Regions from separate parts of the Zea mays genome. Here regions 1 and 3 are each linked to region 2. The links are chromatin contacts, called in public Hi-C maps. All regions are on one chromosome and are shown on one strand. The core of a region is the stretch at or near the end of the contact, and the rest is flanking DNA. Distances in the headings are between cores, read along the strand shown. Region 1 has its middle 6.0 kb from the start of LOC103629050. Region 2 holds the start of LOC100277233. Region 3 has its middle 50 kb from the start of LOC103629052.

What was found. A called contact is a pair of places that touch in the nucleus more often than the background predicts.
Region 1: a contact with region 2 is called in a Hi-C map of leaf, with 4 times the contacts expected there. The contact joins the enhancer-like site here to the promoter of LOC100277233 in region 2. A contact is called at or near these places in 1 of 25 Hi-C or Micro-C datasets (leaf) and 1 of 3 datasets of contacts at active chromatin or transcription factors (leaf).
Region 3: a contact with region 2 is called in a Hi-C map of leaf, with 2.9 times the contacts expected there. The contact joins the enhancer-like site here to the promoter of LOC100277233 in region 2. A contact is called at or near these places in 2 of 25 Hi-C or Micro-C datasets (both in leaf).

Annotation. Positions count from the first base shown.
Region 1 is chr6:18,841,655-18,845,124 of Zm-B73-REFERENCE-NAM-5.0, forward strand. No RefSeq gene overlaps it. Among protein-coding and RNA genes, the nearest start is that of LOC103629050, 6.0 kb to the right of the region's middle. Within about 2 kb of position 1,832, at least 12 of the 20 cell types and tissues checked have an H3K27ac peak or open chromatin away from gene starts, as enhancers often do. A contact at or near this core is called in leaf, where this site is marked.
Region 2 is chr6:19,081,340-19,084,789 of Zm-B73-REFERENCE-NAM-5.0, forward strand. It overlaps LOC100277233, which reads left to right and starts at 1,927. Exons shown (of 2, transcript NM_001150863.2): 1 at 1,927-2,293; 2 at 2,539-3,298. The coding sequence starts at 2,233. The coding sequence ends at 2,816. It overlaps LOC103629056 (a long non-coding RNA gene), which reads right to left and starts at 1,412. Exons shown (of 3, transcript XR_002263081.3): 1 at 1,238-1,412; 2 at 842-1,034; 3 at 336-700.
Region 3 is chr6:18,916,244-18,919,660 of Zm-B73-REFERENCE-NAM-5.0, forward strand. No RefSeq gene overlaps it. Among protein-coding and RNA genes, the nearest start is that of LOC103629052, 50 kb to the left of the region's middle. Within about 2 kb of position 1,393, at least 15 of the 20 cell types and tissues checked have an H3K27ac peak or open chromatin away from gene starts, as enhancers often do. A contact at or near this core is called in leaf, where this site is marked.

The DNA.
Region 1 (3,470 bases), core at 582-3,081, 240 kb before region 2:
GTTCCGGAGCCTCTTGCCTCACTTTACAATTGAGAGAATAAGAGCGAGAGAAAGAGAGAACAATCAAAGCTCAAATGATCACAAGACCTTGCAATACTCAAATGCTCTAGCCGCTAAGTCACTCAAACTCAAAATGATCAAATGCGGCGCGGGAATTGCGAATACTTGGAGATGTTGCACTTGAAGTATGGAAGGTGGGAGTAGGTCTTGTGTATTGAATGAGCTGGTTGGGGGGTATTTATAGCCCCCAACCACTCAAATGGCCGTTGGAGAGAAAGCCATAACTTTCTGTCGGGTGGTGCACCGGACACTCTACAGTGTATGTCCGGTGCACACCGGACAGTGCACAGTGCTGCTGTCAGAAGCCGTTCTGACAGCAGGAAGCCGTTCTGGTCGCTTGCAGGTGTCCGTTACAGCTCTCGTCAGACTGTCCGGTGCACACCGGACAGTCCGGTGCCCTCTGCTGAAGATTTTCCCGAAGGTGAGAAGTTCGGTTGGCTGTTGCTATAATTCCCACCGGACAGTCCGGTGAACACTGGACAGTCCGATGCTTTCCTCAGCGCAGGAGACTTCTCGGGCTTTCTTCTGATCTGTTTTTGGGCACCCACCGGACAGTCCGGTGCCCCTCTGTCAGGACTCCAAAATCCATCTTTTCTTCTAGGCTTCTTCAATTTAATTTGGCCTTCTTTGAGGATGATCTTAGGACTTAGACAATCATATTTGCTGACTGTCCAACTGGTCTAAGTCCCAATTCTTGAACTCTTTCTTTTCTCCAACTTGTGACTTTGATTTTGCTCAAACTAGCTCCAAAAGGTTGATTCTTCGAAATTGAGCTTTCCAACCAGTCTTGATGTATCAAATAGGTTCTTAGGGTATGTGTAACTTATCCAAGGTGTGAAACTGGATGATCTTTATGTTTTCCAAGATTTACCCCTCTAAGGTTGGTTTTGAGCTATTTCTGACTTAGAACTGAGTTGAGTGGACTTATGCATCTGTGAATCAAAGACTAGACAAACCAGTTAGTCCATTTGGTTGTGATGGTCATCAAGCACCAAAATCATTCATAGAAAATGGTTAAGGCCATTTTCCTTTCACTATTTATATGACAAAAACTCTCTCCGCTCCAAAAAAAAACAAGCCAAACAATGTCGGGTTTAATGGAATATATACTCATGATGTATAATAAACATTATTAGATTAATATAAAATATAACTTTATAATAAACTTAGAGTAAATTGTACCGTAGGTACTTAAACTATTGTGTGGTTCCCAAATAAGTATTCCAACTAAAAAACCTACCAGCTAGGTACTTAAACTATTGTGTGGTTCCCAGATGGGTACTCCAACTAAAAACCTACCAGATGGGTACAACTAAAAAAACCTATTAGCCCCGGTGCAATATAAAGATAAAATGGTGATACTATTTTTTTAATCTACTCCAATTTAGGATTGTTTGACTCCTTGGAAAACGAGACTTTCTTTATTTTTGAGACAGAGGGAGTAGTAATAAATTTTGTTTAAAAGGACTGTCTGCCTTGGCATGCCGCCATACCCTAGTGGCAATACTTGAGGATATTAAGTGCTAATAACTAATATGAAACTATGGATTAGACAAAAAAAAAGATAGACGGTCCATACTGATTTTGATGTATTGTAAAATCAATAATTCCAGCTGACATTTATATAGCCGGATATATTAATTCCAGCTGACATTAAAAAAATAATTCCAGCTGTTTTCTTTCCATTTTTCGGTTTGGGCCCAGGTCCAACAGAAGGTGCAAAGCAACGAGCGGTCCAGCAAGATCGCTCAAGTCAAGGAAATCATGTACGAGGGCCTGCCAATCGCTGAAGCTGCTAAATCCGTTTCGGGCCAGAGCATGTGCACTCCAGATCCAGACGTCTGACTCCTGTGCGATTTTTTTACATAGAAAAAAATTCATAGTTTTTTTATACATAAAATATTGTAACCACTTAATATAAATTTGGTAAAACTTAAAAATAATTTGACTTAAAGTTGGTTCTAACAATTAATTTATTTCGTGACGGATGGAGTAATATGAAATTATGGATTAAATAAAGTCGTACATAGTTGTCGATTGGTCTCAACATATCTAAGACTAATAAAATTGTTTTTTTCCCAAAAAAAAATGCAGGTGATGTATGGCAATGGTACCGCAGTGGTTCAGCTCGAACATCGAAAGAAAAGTTGGCCCAACTACACTCTGAAGGCCCTGTTGTTCGCTTGCGCCATGTTGTTTTCCGCATACATGAATCTTTCTTCACTAACATCAATCACCATCAAGATACTGTTTGTGGTTGATATTATTGTCTTCTTCATCATCAATGGAGTACTCTACATAAATCCGCCTGATTGGGGCAATGCCTTGGTCTGCATCTCATGCCTCCTCCTACAAGTGGCATTGTGCCTTCTGACTGTCCCATTCAACGGATGCTACGCCTTCGCCATCTTCCTCGTGGTGTGCCTGATCCTTGTTGTCACTCTCCTTCAACCAAAGTTTCAGCATTCAGTAAAGAAGTATGTGCTGCCCACCTTCACCACCAATGATGGCAATACACAAGGCGACATCGGCGATCAAGAGAATCATTACTTGAACCATTTATTCGACATATCAAACGGCATTGCCACTTGTGGTGGCCTGGTAACCGGGATCATGGGATACGACTCCTACATGGTACGGCCGGTCACCGCAGCTGGCTGGCTTCATCTTCTTCTCCACTGTACTTCTCGGACTCTATCTGATGATGGTCATAGCAATGAGAGCTGTGTCCCCACTCCATGCCGCCTGCCTCGCCATCGTGCTGAAGGTTCTCCTCCTGCTCACTATCGTTACCGCCTCAATCTCATTTGTTCACCACTCAGTGACCACTCCAAAAGTTGCAAACTAGACTCCAATCACAGAAAGAACCTTGTCATGTTGTGACTTCTGAGAATGAAACCAAAAGTGCGGCTCCAATACTAACGCAGGCGCCTCGTTGGATCTAGGAAGGTAAATTTTTTTTTTTAAAAAAAATCCTTGTATGTATCTGAGTATCATGTGCTATATGATGCTCCTGTTGTGCATTTTTTTAAATAATGTATTTTTACTGCTTCAAAGACAGAAATACCGTTGAAAATACAAATCACAAGAATTTGTCAGAATTCTCCATTTTTTTTGTTAGCTGAACTGTGAGTAATGAGTGCTACATCTTTACAGGCTGACTGTCATGGTTTGGAATGTATTCTGGAATAGTTCCAGTCCCTATCTAGCTGGTTGTTAAGAAATATTTTGCCTAATCAAATCCAGTAACTCAGACTTAATATATGAAGCAAGTTTTAAGTAGTAGATAAACAGGAAGGGTGTGCCAAACTGCCAATCACCTGGCTATAACTAATCGGTGTGCTTCCACCGGTGGTCTCCCCTTGCTCCCATGGAGGCAGCGATGCAAGGATCCAATAAACTCTACAGCA
Region 2 (3,450 bases), core at 677-3,176:
GACTGTACAGACTTTTATTATATAATGTATGGACTTCTGTGGGCTATCATTATTGACTAATATGGATTATCTGGATATGTATGATATATATTTGCGTTTATGTAAATGTTGGATTAAGATAATATGTTCATGTGAAATATTTTTGTTGAGAATGTCAAAAACAAGGGAAATTCTGCTGAAATTTTGTGTAGATCGTACATCTATGGCATCTAGACTTTTCAGCGTTCTATCAGTATTATGCCGAAACAAGAGACCTCCCATTGTTTGAAGTGCCAATATTTGCCCATTGCATCAAACAAATACAAAATTAAAACATGCACATAAGTAAACTAAAGTACTAAAAGATGCAATACATAAAACCATAATATCGAGTGCACTAATTAAAGGATAGTAAAAAGTGCATTAGTACATAACATTGTTCGAGACTTAATCAATATAAAACTACCCAAACTACGAGACTACTGAGTGCAACGAGGCCACTTTCCCTTCTTGAAAGCATTGGGGTTCTCCTCCATTGCTGCTTCACACGGCGTGCACGCTCAAGCTTCTTCTGCTTCTCCTCCTTGTAAGCAGCAACACGCCTCTTTTCCACCTCTTCTGTTCGCTATTTCTCCGCCGCAAGCTCCTTCTGTTTCTTCTCCATCATCTCCTTGTCCTCTTCCTCCCACTTATTTAGCTTCTTCATTCACTCCTTGTCTTTCTGCGAGATCTTAGAGTCAATCCACTGCTCAAAATCACAGAGCGGTGGAGGAGTCTACAAAGCATGCAACTGGTAGGCGCCAAATAAATCATGCATCAATTCGTACGAAACTAGAGAAATGTTAGACTATAAAATTCTCACCATCAAGATAATGCGGCGTTGAGTAATCGTTGGCTGATAAATATAGTTAGCACACATCCAATACCTCTGCATGTACGTGTCCTCTTCATCGGACTTGACTACCTTGCACGGATCACCACAAAAACACATAGGCACTGGAACACCACTAGGCAGAGGCAGCGGGTCGAAGGCATTTTCGATCAACGGACCCTTCCTAAAATTCAAGTTGTTTCGTTCTAAGAACCGCATAAACATTAAACGCTACAATTCGATAATACAATATATACAATGGTTATCTTGGTTTAGAAGATTTACCACGCATAGGCATCCTAAGATTCGATAATAAGAAAATTAGAAATCCTTGACATATATTTCATACAAACCAAATCGATGACAAAAAAAGGAGTCAGAGGATACCTTGCCACAGAAGACCACTGGATCAAATACAAGTTTCAAAGGTCCAATTTGGTGATATTTGAGGATGGTAGTCGTAGAGAGAAAGAAGAAAACCGTGAAGAATGAGATAAAAAAGCAGCGTCTGCAAGGAAAGAATGGCCGCCGTTTATATTGCGAACCTCGACGCCAAGATCGACGGCGCCGAGGTCGGCGCCACTGGTCTCGACGCCGAGGTTGGCGTCCAGATCCATGGCGCCGACCTCGCTGTCACGTGTGCGCCACCTCATCGCACAGATCTGAGACCTCAGCGCCAAATTGACGCCGAGGCGTGTAACCTCGGCACCAATGATAACGGCGTCGAGGTGAGAATCTATTTTCTGAAATCAAACAAAAAAGGTGTATTTATAAAAAACTTTTGGAAAAAGGACCAAATCAAAAAAAAAAGACGGTAGGTGACATCGTTGTTACGTCTGTGCCACTGACACCGGGTCCAGCATAGCACTCACGGCCCGGAAACAAGAGTATTTTATTGGTAACTAGGAATGGAGGAGGAGATAAGGTGGACCCACCCGTGCCTGAACTGACTGAGAAAAACCTTGGGCACGATTAAAACTGTTCGCTGCGGCTGAACTGTAATCCATATGGACAAAATACTTTATAAAAAGCAGGAGCCGGTGGATTAAAAAACAGGCTGGATAACCGACCGAACCCACATCCTGCTTACTGCCCACAAGAAAGAAGCTAGGGAAACCCGGGGGATCGGAGGACTGAGGAGAGGCAGAAAACAGAAGGCCCGGCTGCGGCTGCGGCTGCGGCTGCCTTTGGTTTCGTCGTCGTCTCCGCCTGTTTTCCCCTCTTTCCATGGCAGGCTGATGCTCTTCAACACACACAGTCCACTGTCGCTCCTCAGTTATAAGTAGCTAGGGCATCTGGCTGCTGGAAAATCAAGCACGCATCCACCACACACACAGCTAGCTAGCAGATCGTTTCGAGTGAAGATCCAAAGAGGTAGAGAGATGGAAAGGATGAGTTCGTCGCTGCAGTACTGGGTGGAGGAGCACAAGCTCTCAACCATCGGTGAGTGACTCTAAATCGTCCAGTTAATTAACTACTGACACTGAACCCCATCGATTGCATCTCCACCATGTCCTCCCCTTTGGATCTTTTTTTTTTTTTTGCCTTTTGCGATCCCCGTTCCCCATCATCGTCTCGTCCTCAATATATGGTATAACCAGAGCACGTTCAGATCAGGTCGTGCAGCAGCTGTCAAATCTAGCTTAGATTCACAAATTAAACATGCTGTTGCTGTTGTGCTTGTGCAGGAGCCGTGTGGGCGACGGCGGTGGGCGCGTCGGTGGCGTACAGCCGGCGGCGGGCGCCGGCGCGGGCGACGGGCATGCGCCTCATCCACGCCAGGATGCACGCGCAGGCGCTCACGCTCGCCGTCCTCGGGGGAGCCGCGCTCGCGCACCACTACCACGGCAAGAGCACCAACGCCGGGAAGAGGCAGCAGCAGGAGGACCTGGACTACGGCTTCTACTCGCAGCTGCCGCCGGCCACCGACGCCGACGGCAACGAGAACGAGCGCTGGAGCTGGTAGAGCATGCTGCATCGGGACAAGAACAAGACAGCAGCGAGAAGAAAGAAAAAACAATAAATTAGTAGCAATAATTGGTGGGTGGTTTGGCATTTGGCAATGATGCGTGACGTGGCGCCTGCAGGCTTTCTTGGTCCTAATCCTAATCCTAATCCTAATCCCAATCCATCCAGCTAAGACGTCCACGCCCGTGGTTTTGTCCTGTTGATTTGCCACCGGAGACGACGATGCAGCGCTTGCTCTTTGATTTCCATGGCTTATTATCGATCAGCCTCCGATTCTTCTCCTGCACTACTACTACTTGTACCATTTCATCTATTGATTGAATGAATGGTCACGATGATGACGATAATTATGTTTTGTTTGTTTGCAAAAAAAAAACAGTGGATGTCATGTGGCGGTTCTGTGCTGTGTGTGTGTGACTACTGCCTTGCGTTATTTTAATTATTGTTGCACCAGCTTGAGGCATACTTTTCCACTTCCTTCTAATATTCTTTCTTTCTTTTTTATTTTTTGTAAAACTTCATTTTTTTTATTTTTCATTTCCCTTTCTGAGAGGAAGACCAGGGTGAGAGTAAGATAGATTTGAATGAAGTCCAAGGCCGTGGATGGCCCAGTGCGCAAGTACGCCAAACCG
Region 3 (3,417 bases), core at 143-2,642, 170 kb before region 2:
AACCACCAAGAGTAACAAGAAAACTAGCAGCAAATCGATCACTAAGTGCCTCTAGATGCTATCACTCAAGCAAATGCACTAAGGATCACTCCCAACTCACTTGAGATGCACAATCAAGCAATAGGATGAGTGGTAGGGTGTTGCTCAAGCTCACAAGAATGTTATGTCAATGAAAATGATCAAGAGAGGGAGCAAGAGCAGGCCAAACGACTTAAATAGCCTCCAAGGGGTAACTAGCCATTTTCTGTTTCAGGGCAACCGGACCAAGGTCGGTTGCCAACCGGACCATCAAGCCTCGGTCCGGTTGCTCTCCGTCAGCTTCTCTGAGCTCACCACGTATGCTTGACCGTTACCTCTGCGCGCGAAAACCAACCGGACTCAGGGTCCGGATGCAACCAGACTAATCAGCCCTGGTCTCGTTGCTCCCCTTCAACTCCACGCGCTCTGTGCAAACAACCGGACGATCAACCGGACTTAGCACAGTAACCAGCCGGACCAACAAAGACTAGAGTCCGACTGGGTCCAGAGAGGTTCCAGAGGACTAAAAATCAACCGGACTAACAACCAGGGTCCAGTTGCTCCTTTGAATTTTTCCCGCGCACACGTACACCAACCGGACTCACACTCAATGGTCTGGTTGGCAACCAGACTCAGGGTCCGGTTGTCCTAGACAACTACGGCATGCAACCGGACCCATGAACCATGGTCCGGTTGGTCCGTCTCTCTAGGGTCCGGTTGGTGTTTTTCAACACCAACCACCCTAAAAATTCGCTGAATCTTTCTCCACACTTCTACCTTCACCCCTTTAGCAAATATGCCAACTCTAAAGTAATTCACCACCTTGTGCACGTGAGTTTGCATTTTCACAATTATTTTCAAAAAGGGTTAGACGGTTAGCTCACTAGGTTCTAATGCATGTGCATGATGAAGTTCACCTAGTAGCACTTAGACAACCGCGTTGCAACGAGAATTCCCCTCTTAATAGTACGGCTGTCTATCCTAAACGTGATCACACTCGCTAAATGTCTTGATCACTAAACAAAATGGCCCTATAATGTATGCCTTTGCCTTGAGCTCATTTTGTTATTCTCCTTTTTCTTTTTCAATTGCGAAGCACTTGATCATCAACATCACCATCTAGCTTTATAACTTGGAAAGAACCACCATATCTAATGACACACTTAGATCAAAGATTAGTTCTATAGGTTTCATCAATTAACCAAAACCAAATTAGAGCTTTCACCTGGGCCGCTGGAAAAAGGAAAAAGGGAGCGAGGAGTGGAGAATGGAGACTGGAGAGCAGAGAGAGAAGAAGTCCAGCACGTAACACAGAGCTTCTTCCCTGCTGGCAGCGAACGAAGCTCCACACACCCACCCACGGTGGACTTTCTTTTCTACTCCTACTTTTATGCAGTGCTCCATTCGTCACTCGTACGTAATCCGTGCTTTCGATCTGTCTCTGCCGTGTCTCCATGTCTCCCCCAACCGTTCGACACAAAAGATGTATATCTCAATTTTCCAGAAGTCGGATATTTTAAATTTGATTGAATATATATATATATATATATATATATATATATATATATATATATATATTAACATTTCTAATAATGAATAAATATTATTATATTAACAATAAAATATATTAAAATAGTATTCCATTCGTTCCAAATTATACAACGTCTTGACTTTTCTAGATATTATTTTGCTACGCATATAAATATATGTTATGTCCGGCTATATAGTAAAGCTTATGTTTTATAATTTGGGACGGAAGATATATATAATTGATTTAGAAGTGTGAGTATAAATGTTTTTTTGCAACCTTTGCTAATAGTAAGAAAGCTATACTCGATCCAAATATATATATCTAAGAGCAACTCCAATAGGTTGGCTATTCTTGTTATGGATGTTATTTTACAATTTTATGTAGAAAAAAAATAGACTTCAACAGATTTGCTATCTGATTTTGTAAAATAGAAAGTTTGTTATCCCTTAATTTTCGTTAGCCCTATATAGCTAACCGTGGGTGTTTACTACGTAACTTTATAAAATAGCAAGGTTGTTGTGGACCCCTGAAAGGTTTTTTCTATTTTATAAAATGACTAAACACTAAAATTTAACTATTAATTTTAGGCAAGCCGTTGGAATTACTCTCGAAGAGAAAGAAGTCCAATTGGCCATCCATCAGTATAGGCTAGACATTCCAAAAGCTCACGCACCAAAGGACATTCCAGCGGCTCGCGAGCAGGAACATGGTCCGCCGGGAGAGAACGCGCGTGGCCCTCCAATAGCGGTGGCACGAGGCCGATCCTGGCAACCTCCCGTGGGTCAGCGGCTCTGCTCCGCCTTATAAAATCCACCACCCCGGACCCGGAGGCTCTGCTCCGCTCCGGGCCAGGCCACAATTCTCAGCTCCTGACTGATTAGTTCCCGCCAATGGACGCCGCAAGGCGGACAGAGAAGGTACGTGTTCTTCTTTCTTACTGAATGTAATTTCTGAAATTATGACCAACAAGCAGAGCTTTCCAGGGGGAAGAGGAAGCGCAAAACAGCGCTGAGGACGGGAGTGATCAAGAGGGCCGACCAAGCAAGATGGGTGAAATCATGGAGTCATGTAGGAGGGCCTGCAAATCGCTCAAGCCGCAAATCCTTTGGGTAAGAGCAACGAGCACCTAAATCAAATTTTGAATTTTGATGCTCTCCTTATTTTTATTCAGCTTGTTCGCTCTGCGGCTTCTACAGTATTTTTCTCTCTATGGATTGCAGCTGCAGCAGTCCAAACAGCTGCAACAGTGTCGGCTTGCAGCCAGCCGAACAGGGCCATTAGCCCAACATATTTCTTTCAGCAGCAGCACCCAAACAAAACTTCCCAAATCAAGATTGGCCCAATTAAACTGAAACTGTGGATTAAAAGGTATTCACGGCCCATACTGTTTTTTATGTAACGTCAAATCACACATACTTGATTATTACTCTCGGCTTATTTAAACCTAAAATTTATTGTATCTTCTAACGCAGGTTGTCTATGGAAACGATACCACAGATGGTCAGCTCAAACAGCAAATAAAAAATTGTTGTCCAGTTATTCTCGGTTGTAGTTTTAGAGAAATAAGTGACATGCTTCTAACATATTTAAAAATATTAAATATTCTAATTCCCAATAAAATAAGCATACAACTCAGATAAATGCCATATGTAATTATAACAGCAATGAACAGTAGCAATTCTAGTATATGAAAATATGAAACATAGCTACTCAAGTCCATTTGAGATTTAAACGGCTAGTAGATGAAGAAGGCATATTAAACACATAAACATGATTGTTTATATTTTGATATTGCTCTCAAAATAGCGGGTTGCTGCACTAGACAGCCCTCCAACGCTAAAAGGTGATCAAAGATCCTTGACTAACGT